Linked DNA regions of Bombyx mori: region 2 is linked to region 1. The links are chromatin contacts, called in public Hi-C maps. All regions are on one chromosome and are shown on one strand. The core of a region is the stretch at or near the end of the contact, and the rest is flanking DNA. Distances in the headings are between cores, read along the strand shown.

Evidence for each region. A called contact is a pair of places that touch in the nucleus more often than the background predicts.
Region 2: a Hi-C map of whole pupa shows a contact between it and region 1, with 3 times the contacts expected there. The contact joins the promoter of LOC101744075 here to the enhancer-like site in region 1. A contact is called at or near these places in 2 of 7 Hi-C or Micro-C datasets (both in whole pupa).

The regions. Positions count from the first base shown.
Region 1 is chr14:9,213,859-9,220,674 of ASM3026992v2, forward strand. LOC101741803 (myosin light chain kinase, smooth muscle) reads right to left here. Exons shown (of 9, transcript XM_062672140.1): 5 at 5,240-5,443. Among protein-coding and RNA genes, the nearest start is that of RpS16, 26 kb to the left of the region's middle. Within about 2 kb of position 3,108, at least 7 of the 8 cell types and tissues checked have open chromatin away from gene starts, as enhancers often do.
Region 2 is chr14:9,284,528-9,291,343 of ASM3026992v2, forward strand. It overlaps LOC101744075 (intraflagellar transport protein 57 homolog), which reads left to right and starts at 2,498. Exons shown (of 1, transcript XM_004925373.4): 1 at 2,498-5,660. The coding sequence starts at 2,570. The coding sequence ends at 3,691. LOC101741803 (myosin light chain kinase, smooth muscle) reads right to left here and starts at 64. Exons shown (of 9, transcript XM_062672140.1): 1 at 1-64.

The DNA of each region.
Region 1 (6,816 bases), core at 1,858-4,357:
CGAAGGTATGAACGGACTTTAGTTTATAAAAACAAAACAAGCTATATCCTTCTCAATTAAGTATAGTCAATTAAAACTGCGAACAATATTTAAAAGCAAACGTGTCATATTTAAATGATAAATTTAAAACAAGAAATTTGTTTAAAAACATATTGCATCTTAACATAGCGAAATGATGCAACCGACGAAACATTTATTTATTTTTTAACATGTCTCCAGTCGTGCCAACGTAAAAATATTCTTTAACGTTTTTTAGGGTTACAAGATCGTAAATTGAAAATAACTTCGAAAAAATAAATCACTATTTATTTCTCAAACGAATAATTTGTATAAATGATAATATCGGGGATATATTTATTAGTCTCTGTAATTAATTTTGTTGATTGAGTTCCAAATCTTGCGGCTATCCAGAACCGAAGGTATTTATCATTATTAGGTTGGTTTTTTTTTAACTACACGGAATTTTCAATTATCTGTATTCTATTGGTAAACATGGTAATTTTCTAGGTTTTCGTAAATGAATACCGCGGGACATTTACATTGTGAACAAATACGACTGGTTCCTTTTCTAATCGTCAAGGTTCAGAATAATTATGCAAATTAACGTCACGGAATAAAAGTGAAATCTCCGTGTAATTAATGCGTCAAGGCGTGCTCACATCTGTCGACAAGTCAAGTCTGTCAGCGGTTGCTCTAATTGCGCCTAAATATAACATGAAATTAAGGAAATATACTTAATGTCTCATTAATAATGATGACAGATTCGGTATCGCGTTGAACATTTTAATTGCGGTGAGAACATTCTGGAACCATCTTATCGTTCCTAAGCATTCGATTCGGCGAACACTTTACTAACACACTTATTAAATTATACTAGTGGTCCCGCAGTAGTCGAAATTCCACTATCATTAATTGAAATTGTAAGTTTGTACAATATTATGATTCTATTTTCAAATACTATTATACTTCTATAGTCACAAATTTCGCCAAGGCTACACTATAGAAAATATTGATAAAGACAAACAATATTTAATCTATTCTCAATTTGACAACAGAGGTCAAGAACAAAAGTTTGACAATAAATAGTATGCATGCGTGTATGCGTCAAATACATGGTATGTAGTGTGTGTAATGTTTTTTTATTGATTTAATGTATTTTAGGCATAATTTAAAAAAATATTAACATACTGCACTCCTTCTCTATATTCTCTTTACGTGTGGGAAATTTCATACCCCTCCGTCCGCGCAATTTTCGTTAAAAGGGATACAAAGTTTTTCCTTCACGTATTAACATATAGATATAGCGGTATTTGAAGTACAAGGCGTTGAAGTTGTTCAAGACCTTAGGATTTGAATCCAGCCATAGTTCGCATGTCGCGTTTTGTGAATTAAAACGCGAAGTTCTTTATTCAGTATTTCCGTTAACTAGCACTCCGATTTACACGAAATACATAAATGTGTACTTGTATAGATGATATTTTTGAGCATAAAATCGGTCAAGTGTGCTCAATGGTTTATCCATTATTTTTCATAGCAAAACGGTTTCAAAGAAATAATCAATAAAACATTTTCAGCGCTCATAACTACTATACAGTCTTATAAATATTGGTATTTGTGTGGAATAAAAAAATATATTTACAGTACGTTTTATTTCAAGATTGAATTAATAAACCTCGAAACTGTTCAAAATGAGTTTTTCTTAAAAAATAAATCCTAATGTTTTAGTTATATAAACTTGAATGTTAATAAGCTGTATTGTATAGGTGAGTTTTAAAATTAAGCAGTCTAAGCTTTTTGTTTATTATATTCTTAAATATAAGCTTCCGTTTTAATTTTTTATTTAATTCTGGTATATGAAATGTAATATGGATCCAAATATGAAGTAAGCGAAATGAATAAAAATAAAATAAAATGCTTTTTGTGGCTAGGGGCCTTTCTCGCTACACCAGACATGGACGATCGACGATTATATCTCAAGGTGGGCGCATTAACGTCGTAGATGTCTATGGGCTCCAGTAACCACTTAACACCAGGTGGGCTGTGAGCTCGTCTAACTAACTATTTAAGCAATAATAATTAAAAAAAGATTAGAATGTTAAAATATATATCTGCCGAATGCGATGTTACGTTGTAATTACCTAGATATTTTAAGAGTACACGCGCTTGGCAACAAAATATGACAACACGATAAAATTATTTAAAATATAAAATGACAAAACGATGTGATTAACGAGGTCGCGTTCTTCTTATCGATCTTTCACTGAAATGATCGATAGTTGCAAAAGAGCACAACATTCCGGCAACACATTTTATATACTGTCCTTAACCCACATGCGACCGAGTCAAGCGCAGAACTGAGACATAAAACAGAATTCGCGTATCGATGACTCAACTACAACGCGGCCGGACCGCTACGGAATCGTGAATACGTATTTTGAATTTATTTAATTTTCAAATGTTGTTTATGGCCAAACCGACAAAGGTCGACAGTGGTATATTTCGAAAAAAATAATAATAGGGAATGTGACAAGTTGGCAACCCATTAAGTTTTTGTATCAATCTCCAATGATTTTTTATACAACAGATATGTTATCTTCATAGTAACTGACTCTTCAAATCTGATCGCGCCATATATATCTACATACCTAACGATATAGTGCACACACATGTTGACAAGTAGCATTAATGAAAAGTACAAAAGACGGGATAAGCGCGTGAGTAAAAAAGATAGCTATAATTGGAACGATTGCACTTGTTATATTATTATTGCATTTGTTTAGACGCGACTAAAGACGAAACGTCCCAATTGGCCTGTTTTCGAGTCTTCACTTGACGTGCGCTTGAAACATATCTGCTTCTTTTCACATATAAAATATAATTGTCAATCTCACTAAATTTGACATCATTTAGATTGTAATCATTAATAACGTAAGGGCCAATAAACTTATTTTAACATGTTGTCTAATTTTGGTACGTTACTGACACGGTTTTTGGGTTATTGAAATGAACGAAGACACATGCTTTTATAAGTCTTACACAATAATAAATCGCTTTTAAATCCGATGACTCAACTGAGGAATTTACTTGTTTGTTTACATTATAAAGTTGTACGATACGTGTTCATTTTAAAAGGACTGAAGTCAGACTTTTAAGGTTGGTTAATTAATTGCCTCGATGCTTACTGTTGATGCGAATGCGGCCTTTTTTTTTGGATCGTATTTTTTTTTATTGGTCACACTTTTAGTCATGGTTTTTAGTCTTTATATTATACTAGCTGACCCGGCAGACTTCGTAGTGCCTCAATCGATAAATAAAAGACCTAAACTTTTGTATAAAATAAAGTTAAAACAAACAAAAGGAATCCGTCCGATGAGGGGGACATCATAGGAAAAACAAAATTGTTATTTTTTATTTAATTCCGAGCATTTTCATATTTATTTTAAACCATTTAAACCTTCTCTGGACTTCCACAAATCATTCAAGATCAAAATTAGCCAAATCGGTCCAGCCGTTCTCGAGTTTTAGCGAGACAAACGAACAGCAATTCATTTTTATATATAGAGAAGATATATTTTTTTGTGTATTTTGAACAGAAAAAGGAGTTTAAAAATGGTACATGTGAGTTAGAATAACTATTTATAATATCTGAACGTCGAAAATAATAAAACTGAAGCATCTATCTTAATTTTATGACGTAAATAATTTTCTCAAAAAAAAAACTTGTCTTTGGATTCAATTGGACAAAAACCAGCCCACGTTAACGTAGATTTGACATATTTAATGGTAAATAAATAACACACTCATTGGTAAATCTGTGACAATGCCAATTACTTTAATAAATTCAAACGCTCATATTTTAATTGTGAGCTTCATGTTCAACGGGGCCGCCGTAATTGGCATGCGTTCTTAAGATAAATAACGTATCCCTTATCTTAAATAATCTGTTTCAAACAAACGGAATAGCCACGGTCACGTAATTCGTGCGTTCCAACTTCGTATGATATTTGCACACGTTTCCTTGTTCAATCTATATTTGTGATCTAGAGAAAGGCCGGGAGCCGAAAAGAAATTGTATTTAACCTGTTTCATTTGGTCCATTTTTTTTTTTAAATAGATCTTCTATTTATTTCGTTACGATGAGACATCGGATGCAAGACGTGTACGTATGTAAAAATAAAACGTTGAAGTGCAATTAATTTCATCAAAATGGTGTACTTCGGGAATAAAATAAGTTTGACCATTCGTTGGGCAAAGGCAGTATTTTTACCTAGACTTTATTTTATTTTAGAGATATTTCCAAACGTTTCCGTATTGAGATATTATTTTTTTAGCCTGGCAACATTCATGAATGCTGACAAATGAATAATTTTACTTTTTAGGCGGCATCTTCATTTCTGAAGGTCGTGTTTGGCTTGATGACTTCTCGCATCAATCGAATCACATTAAATGAATAGTAAAAAATAAAATGTATTTATTTTATTTTATTTTTTATCATAAACCTAATTTAAATGATATCTTAATCGATTTTTATTTACAGTTTCCATATCATTAGGTATGCCATATAAAAGAGAACTAACCAAATCAATGCGATTGTCCCTATAGTAAGTACAGCGGAGCTAAACTTTTACCGCCTTCGTTGGTAGCTTGAAAAATTCACAAATTGGCAACACAATCGTGTACTAGGGAAACACTAAAAATGAAAATATCACATTTTTACTGGTGGCAGGACCTATTGTGTGTCCGTGCGGGTAGGTACCACCGCCCTGTCTGTTTCTGCCGTGAAGCAGTAATGCGTTTCGGTTTGAAGGGCGGGGCAGCCGTTGTAACTATACTTGAGACCTTAGAACTTATATCTCAAGGTGGGTGGCGCATTAACGTCGTAGATGTCTATGGGCTCCAGTAACCAGTTAACACCAGGTGGGCTGTGAGCTCGGCCACCCATCTAGCAATAAAAAAAAAAAACTCACTTTCTCATTACCGCGATTAATGAATCACTTTCTTATAGTTTTCGAAATTGTAAGATGGCGTCTTAGCTTTAGGTAGCGCGATGGCGTGGCCTAAGTAATGGCGGCGGTTTTGTCTCAAAATACCTATACATCAAAGTTTTTTTCCGTTAATTTGGAAAGTTCATGAGTAATTCCTTTGTTTGTTTACTCCGAATATCCTCGTGCTAGGTTTACGTCACGTCACGTTCCCATCTTTTATATATACATTTTACAAAAAAATATTTAGTACTTACAGTTCAAGGACGACGCACATATATTTCCCCCAGTCGTAAGCGTCGTACAGTTGGATCAGTCGAGGGTGCCGGAGTCTCCTCATCACGTCCACCTCCCGTTCCACGTTGCGTCTCTCGTCCCTTCTGTTCACTAGGACGAGCTTGGCGGCCAGTTCCAGACCCGTGCTCTTTTCTCTGCACAAGTATACTGTTCCGAATTTGCCTCTGTAACAATTTTTTTTGGATTACTGGTGGCCCGGAGGTCTTTCCAGTTTCACCAGGTCAGGTAGGTGAGCCCGGGCTAAGTCAGGAACGAATGATCTATTAAGGAGCACGTCATTACGGATCCTCCTGATCCATTAACGGTGCTTTTAGGGAACTACAAGCACCGGTCACCGTCCTCCTGATCCCTTAATGGTGCTTTTAGGGACTACAAGCACCGGTCACCGTCCTCCGTCGAACCCGTCGCTTGCGACGAGGGGCTCTACACGCGAATTAACCTACAGACACAGCCCACTGAGTTTCTCGCCGGATCTTCTCAGTGGGTCGCTTTTCCGATCTGGTGATAGATTCTGCGAAGCACTGCTCTTGCTAGGGCCAGTGTTAGCACAACTCCGGTTTCAGCCCCGTGAGCTCACCTACACGTTAGGGTGAAGTTGAAATAGCCTCTCACGGCTATCAGCAAAGGTAGGAGAAAAAAAAACTATTAAGGAGTCTTGAGGATTCTAATTCCTATAATACAATTGAAGGTTACACGTATTTATAGCTTGATTTTCTACAAGACTACAATACCAGCGACGGACACAACTATGCTAATGTTACTAATGATACCACTGAAATGGAATATTAAACAATATGTGACATTTTAGTTTTGGGAGTTGATTCTATAAGTCGAATTTTATACTAGACTTTTAAAGCATTTTATGTTCTAAATTATCTTTTATTTAATCAACGAACGATGAACTTAGATTAAATCTGAATAAATAATAAAAATAAAATTATATGAATTAATAAGAAGTTTAGATATCACATAAATATATAGATTTAGTAAGGTATGCAAATTTAACGCTTGTACAAACCAGACTCATCCAAATCTTATATATTTAAACGAGCATTTCTTGTATATAAATAACTAGTCAGGTCATAAGTATTGTCACACAGTAAAAACTTTTCTTTTAGAATGCTGGCCACAAAAAGTTTATTGAATTCGAATTTCGAATTGTTCATGAAAATAAAAATGTATACTTTTAGAATTTTACTCATTTTTAAATATGGAGTGGACACTTAAAGAAGACCGTGTTGCAGTTATTGCGTTGCATCGTTGCGGTTACGCGCCAATTCAAATTTTTAACATACTGAAAAATTTGAATATAACCAAAAGATTCGTTTATCGTACCATCAAACGATACAATGAAGGATCTAGTGTAGATGACAGGTCAAGAAGTGGTTGCCCTCGGTCTGTTAGGACTCCAGCAGTGGTAAAAGCTGTGAAGGCGCGAATTCAAAGAAATCCCAAACGTAAGCAGAAACTGTTGGCCCTTCAGATGGGTTAAGCAGAACCACGGTGAAAAGGGTGTTAAATGAAGACTTAGGGCTTC
Region 2 (6,816 bases), core at 1,248-3,747, 70 kb after region 1:
GTTTGTTTAAGGACACACGATCGTCTCTAACGAACGCCGGGCCGCGACTGAACTGAAGTTCTGAAGCAGCACGCGGTGGACGCGAATGTTTCTAATTTTATCGTGCCAGTAATACGAGATAAAGCCGGTCTTTATTGAGGATTTTTTTTATTTTATTTTATAAGGATCAGACGGCTCTCATATGCGCACGGCCTACTAATGAGGCACTCCGTTCCAGTCGGTTGTACTGATGGAATTATTTTGAGGTGCACTGATATAATGTTTAGTAATTTAGCTTGGCTCCGAATAGTTCCGAGTTGCTATCACATTTTGTATTTCTTGAATTACTGTTTTTTGCTACTTCACTAGATTTTTTTATTGCTCAGATAGTTGGACGAGCTCACAGCCCACCAGGTGTCTCAGTATAATTACAACGGCTGCCTCACCCTTCAAACCGAAATGCAGTACTGCTTCACGACAGAAATATGCAGAGTGGTGGTACTATCCCTGTGCGGACTCACAAGAGGTCCTACCACCAGTAAGTCCTATCCTAAGTCTATCTAAGCAAAAAGTTTTATGAAGCATAGATAAATTGGTTCAGTGCTCATTCCAGTATATGCGTAGCATTTTATCCAACGTCAGCGAGGGATGAACTCTCTTGAGATTCGAAGTTTTATGGGGCGTGGAAAGATCATTTTCAAACAACCAAATCATAGTTGTTCCCCTGCTATTGCTGAAGTCCATAAACGACTGTGACCACTTCCCATAAGTTCCTGTATGAGCCTCTGTATAAAAAGATTACCAGATAGGTATGCTCAGAGGATTTTAACGATCAATGTAACTGCTATCAATAATTAGGATGTACGGGTAAACAATTCTGGCTTTCTTGAAGCACTGCTAGAATTTTCCTGCCATCCCTTCACGGTTAAAATACTCTAATTTATTTTCCCACTGCCTAATTCTTAACATTTTTGTTTTTTTCCTACTTATGCTGATAGCCTGGAGAGGCTATTCAGCTTCTCCTTGACGTGTAGGTGAGGTCACGGGGCTCAAACCGGGAGTGCTGCTAACAAGGGCCCTAGCAAGAGTAGTGCTTTGCAGAATCTACTACCGGATCTGAAACGCGACCCACTAAAATGATTCGGCGAGAAACTCAGTGGGCTATGTCTATGGGTTAATTCATTCGTCGAGTCCTTCGTCGTAAGCGACGGGTCCGATGAGGACGGTGACCGGTGCTTGAGGTAGGTACCTAAAAGCACCGTTAATGGATCGGGCGAAACCGTAATTACGTATAACCTTCTAGTTTCTATCTAAAGTATTGGTGGCAGAGCATCTTGCAGTCATTGGAATTGTCGTGGCCTAGATAAGACGCTCTTACTAGTATCGAACGATGCAACCATGCCAGTGTTCCAATACCGCAGGCAGATAAACATTTTTGTAATGAAATACGTACATAACACGTTTTCGTGTATGCCTCCCAAAGTGATGCAATAAAATCGTGTGATAAAAAAAAATATTAATTTGCGAAAACCGCGACGGTGCGTTAATCGGCCAATTGTTGCTCTGTTAATTTTAATATTAGCAGCTTTTTTTTCTTTGTTTTTATTGCCCTTATAGGCAGACGAGCATACGGCCCACCTGTGAGTGGTTGGTTAACGTCGCCCGTGGACTTCAGCAATCCCAGGGGCAGAGCCAAGCCGCTGCTTACCGCTACCACTACAGCTTCCAATCTCATCTTCACTAGTACATTTCGTTTTACATTAAGTTCATTTTCATGTCTCATAGACACAGTTAATTTCTTGTTGAGTACGCACCAGAGAATATGTTCAGCAAATTGATGAACACAACCGTTTCAAAATTATTAATGAATCTTAGTTTAACAATGGTTTAATTAAAATTAATCATACCGATATCCAAACATGGGTGAGAGAATGCGTAGTATTGTTCCCAACGTTTGTAATAATAATACAAGCGTAGAAAATGAGTATCAGAGCTTCTGTATTAATAAACCGACTTGATATAAGGAAACTAACTTGTTTAGAACCAAGAATACAGAAAAGGTTTTTTTTTATTGCTTATATGGATGAACAAGCTCACAGTCCGCCTGGTGTTAAGTGGTTACTGGAGCCCATAGACATCTACAACGTAAATGCGCCACCCACCTCGAGATATAAGTTCTAAGTATAGTTACAACGGCTACCCCCACCCTTCGAACCGAAACGCATTACTGCTTCACGGCGGAAATAGGCGGGGTGGTGGTACCTACCCGTGCGGACTCCCAAGGTCCTACTACCAGTTTAAAATCGTTCAATCGTCTTGACATATGAGCCCGAACCGGCAGCAAGAAGTTGTTATTTCATTTATTTTTCGATGTACCTATCACTTATTTCTGGAATTTGTGTAGTTCCTTGAAATTCAGTGCATTTACAAATCTAATATTAGCGTAATATCTATGTTTACCAACGAACTGTAGACCATAGATAATAAATACACTTCACATTTAAGCGGTGGACTGATCACCATAGCAACCGTAGCGAAGCACTTCAAAACAATCACGCATTACTTTTAGCGTAATTCAAACATTATCAACATGGATTTAAGACTTATGGATAAATTACGTTTATTAAAAATCGACACGGATCTGCGTCCCCAGATAAAAATGAAACCGTTGAGTCGATATTATTTCGTGACGTCCACTAATCCGAACGAACAGTTTTTCGTGTTTGCCTCGACAGCGGCCTGGTTGATAAGGAAGTGTGGCAAGGATTTCGCTCAGCCCAACGAAGAGGACGATCCTAACACAATCATAGCTGCAGTAATTGATGTACTCAAAGAAAACGAAGTTAATGTAGATTTCTCTTCGCATAAACTAAAACAAGGATGGGGCGATCAAGTTTGTAGTATCCTGAATATTCTCGCAGATGAAGCATTGAAAAAAGAAAACTTTGAATGGCAAAAACCAGTTGTTGACATACCAGAATCAGAAGAGTCGGTTGATGACATTGATCAAGTTGAAGACGAAACCGAAATATTACTGGACAAAGTTGAAGATGAAATGCCCATTTATTCTGATGAATCTGAAGGAGATATTAATGCAGACGAAAAAGAACCAAGTAACATAGCCCAAAAGGTTCACGATTGGGAAGCGTGGAAGTTGGAATTGGAAAGGGTCGCTCCGGCTCTAAGATTGAAGATATCCGCCGATGGACGCGACTGGCGAGCGAGACATGCACAGATGAGGAGTTACAAAGAAGAGTTATTCGATAGATTTAAAACAACGGGAACCCAGCTGAATAAATTGCACAGTAGCATTTCATCGGCTATGGATAAGGTAACGGCCAGGGAGAATATATTGAATGAGCAATTCGAGCCTCTTGTCAAAGAATATGGTTCTCTACTCGACGAACTAAACAAAGTGTCAAATGAATATAAAGAGGCCAGTGTAGGTATCACTGAAAGGCAAGACATGTTGAACGAGCTTTCAACAAAGCTAGAGAATATTAAACAAAGAACCGAATCTAAAGGGTCCTCGATGAACGACAATTCTCCTCTAGTTACAGCAAAGAAAGCTGTCGCGACCTTGAAGAAAGATATACAGGAAATGGACTTTCAGATCACGGTGTTGCTGTGGCTTCTGACAACAAAGGAATCGAATGGCAACAGTTTACTTAATAACAAGGAATCTGGGATGATTGCCAACGAAGTGTACTAAATACAATCTATACTAATACATCAATCTAGTGGTTTTTACGGATGTTCCGTTATAACTACTGAACCGTGCATCCGATTGACTTGAAACTTGGTATCCATGTAGATAATACATGTACTTAATGGATAGGCTAACATTGATGTGTTGGACTCCCTACACCAGTTGCGGGGGCGTTAATGATGAGAATTTTTGTGGGGTTGAGAAATAATAATGTTTAAATGCCCAGCGAAGCGGAGGGGTTCAGCTAGTTAATTATTATTTTAGATTGATACAGTATTTGTACGAAGTTTTTGGTGTGTCGCTATTAATGTTGGCAAATCGAATCCAAGGTTTGCCACTAAGCAGTCTCAACAAAATAATTCTGTCAAAACGAAATGGTTTGTTATTTGTTGAATGCAATGTATGGTTTAATACGACTATTTTGCCCGACTTTATTGGACTACCGAACAATGCATTTATAAGACATGAAATGTATTAATGTCTTGTTTCAATAACTGTTTGTAGTTTTTTAAGATTTATTTTGTCTCATGTATGCAAACTCTTCTTTGTACTACTAGGCTACTTTGGTCATATTGTCAGTTAGGAACCTAACAATTGTCACAAACTGGTGGCGTTGTGGCTAAAGTAAATTGCAAAAGGCCTCATAGATGCCCTTGCTTTTACCAAATGAAGACATTCATTGGCCTACCTCACTTCAGCTCTTAGAGTTGCTGAAAATCGACGACCTCAGTTAAAAGAAGAACACGATCAAGAAGGATCAGAAAAAAAATTGTAAATTTTGATGACATTAATTTTTATATTGGTGGGCTATAAATAAATACCTATCAGCGTTTTATACGGTTTTCTCGAGTCGTAGACATAATTAAAATTAATTCTACGATTTAATATAATATGCTTTTCATAGTTTTTTTTTACACGGACGTCGGGCCACGACAACTGTAAAAGTATTCGAAACTCTTTTTCTTTTTCTCTACCTTATCCCACTAGGTGGGGTCGGCACAGCAAATTTTTCTCTTCCATTCTCTTCTATCAGCCGTCATCTCAACACTCACTCCTCTCTCTCTCTCTCTCTCTCTCTCATATCGTCATTCACACACTCCATCCATGACCTCTTCCCCCTCAAAGTATTCGAAGCGTCGGATATAATAATTCTAGGAGTGAGAGGCTATTTGGTTTCAGCGACATATTTGCAACTTTACAGGACTCATATTCAAAGTTTAAAATTTGGAAAAAATATCATACCAAAAAAACTTCTTTAGCTATTTGATTGGGGTAAACTTAATTGAATAAAAACATCGAAGTGTTGATGCTAATACCAAATAAAACGGACCTTTAGTTACATCGATAAATGTCGAGCCAAATAACCTGTCACCCCACGATACAATGAAGAAAAAAAAAACGCGATATTAAACTGTAAAAGATATATTAATTAATATCTGTTAGATTTTTGAATTGCGACTTAAATATTGTATTACAAAAAGTATTGTACAAGTAGTATTGACGTCATTTTATGACCATTCCTTTGCGGTTGAGGCTGTCCGTTTATGGAATGCGTTACCCTTAAGCGTTAAACTATCTTCCTCGCCGGAAATTTTCAAGTCCAGATTGAAATCGCACTACTTTGCTTCTATGATATAACTGTATAAGTTCCTACTTCTTTTGTATTTTATCTTGTATATTTTTAGTATTTATTTGTATTTAATCGTATGTAAGTTTATCTTATATGGTATTTATTTTTCACATGTGTATTTAAGTATATATTTTTATGTAAGTTTATTAAGATATAGCACCGTCCAGTTAACTTATTCCTCTCCCTGCAAGGTTGCCTGGAAGAGATCGCTTTCAGCGATAAGGCCGCCGATTTATATACCGACTTTTGTTTTGTTACTTTACTGTGTACATATTAAGGTGTTATATAAATAAAGAGTTATTATTATTATTATTATTATCAATAAAAATAAAATAATACACTTTTGGTGGTTTATTGAATACATTTATTTTCAGTAGTGACAACATATTAACAATAAAAATGAATTATTCTCAATATAAATCAATCGAAGAATGTTCGATAACTTCTAGAATTTAATAATAGAAACACCACGAAGTTGTCAGAAACGTTTTTAATTTATAAAACCATCATTTTTTTATAGTGTTTCTTTAAAGCTATCATGCTATGATGTATTGCACAAAATAAATAATATATTATGGATTTATTTTAAATACTTACGTTACTGCGGATGTTGCATGCCAAGCTAACATACAGTCATAGCAAAAGACATTTTAAAATACAAACCGAAGAAAAAAAAATACAGTTTTGACAAGATGTAATTATTTTTTTTGGAATTTACGTTTGAACGAAAACAAAAACTGTATTTATTATTATTTTATTTTTATATTAAATTTTTTCGGGTTTTATTTCCAGATGTCTCTGCTTGCGTTAACTTTAGCCAACACACAATATATTTTATAAGCTCTAATATATAACAGAAAAAAATTTTGAATAATAAAAAAATAATAATAATCAAACAACGCATATTATTATAGTATATAACTGTGACTTAGTACACGTGTCCAGTTGCATTACGGCATTTACTTCGTTGATGTCCACGGGCTCCGGTAATCATCGTCGTCTTACCATTGCTCAGGTCCAAGCAAAAGAAATAAATATGATTTGGGGTCTCATTTCGACTTCTCTAAACCTACTGTAGACTGTACTTATGAATTACTCATTTCCTACGCCCGCGTTGGCTGAGTTTTGGCCAACATTTATTGGCTTTAGATTGAATCGCATTATGTGACTACTGTGTACTTACTTTTGTGCATTTGACGTAAATTTAGTCTTTGGTACTTAAGGAACTAAACAGAACATGGTACTTTAATTATTAATAAAACAAAATTGTTAAGGTTTGGTCCATTTTCTTTAAATATATTTAAAATTTTAAATAAATATCGCATTAATTTTTTATTGAATAGGTTAAGTTATTATAACTAACTATTAGACATGATATTCCGCCATGTTTTCCCCTAAACAAAAACAAAAAAGATACCGCAAAATCCAGACTAAAATATATTGGAACTAAAAAAGTATGTATCATTAACTTATAATCGATTATATATTATAAATATTC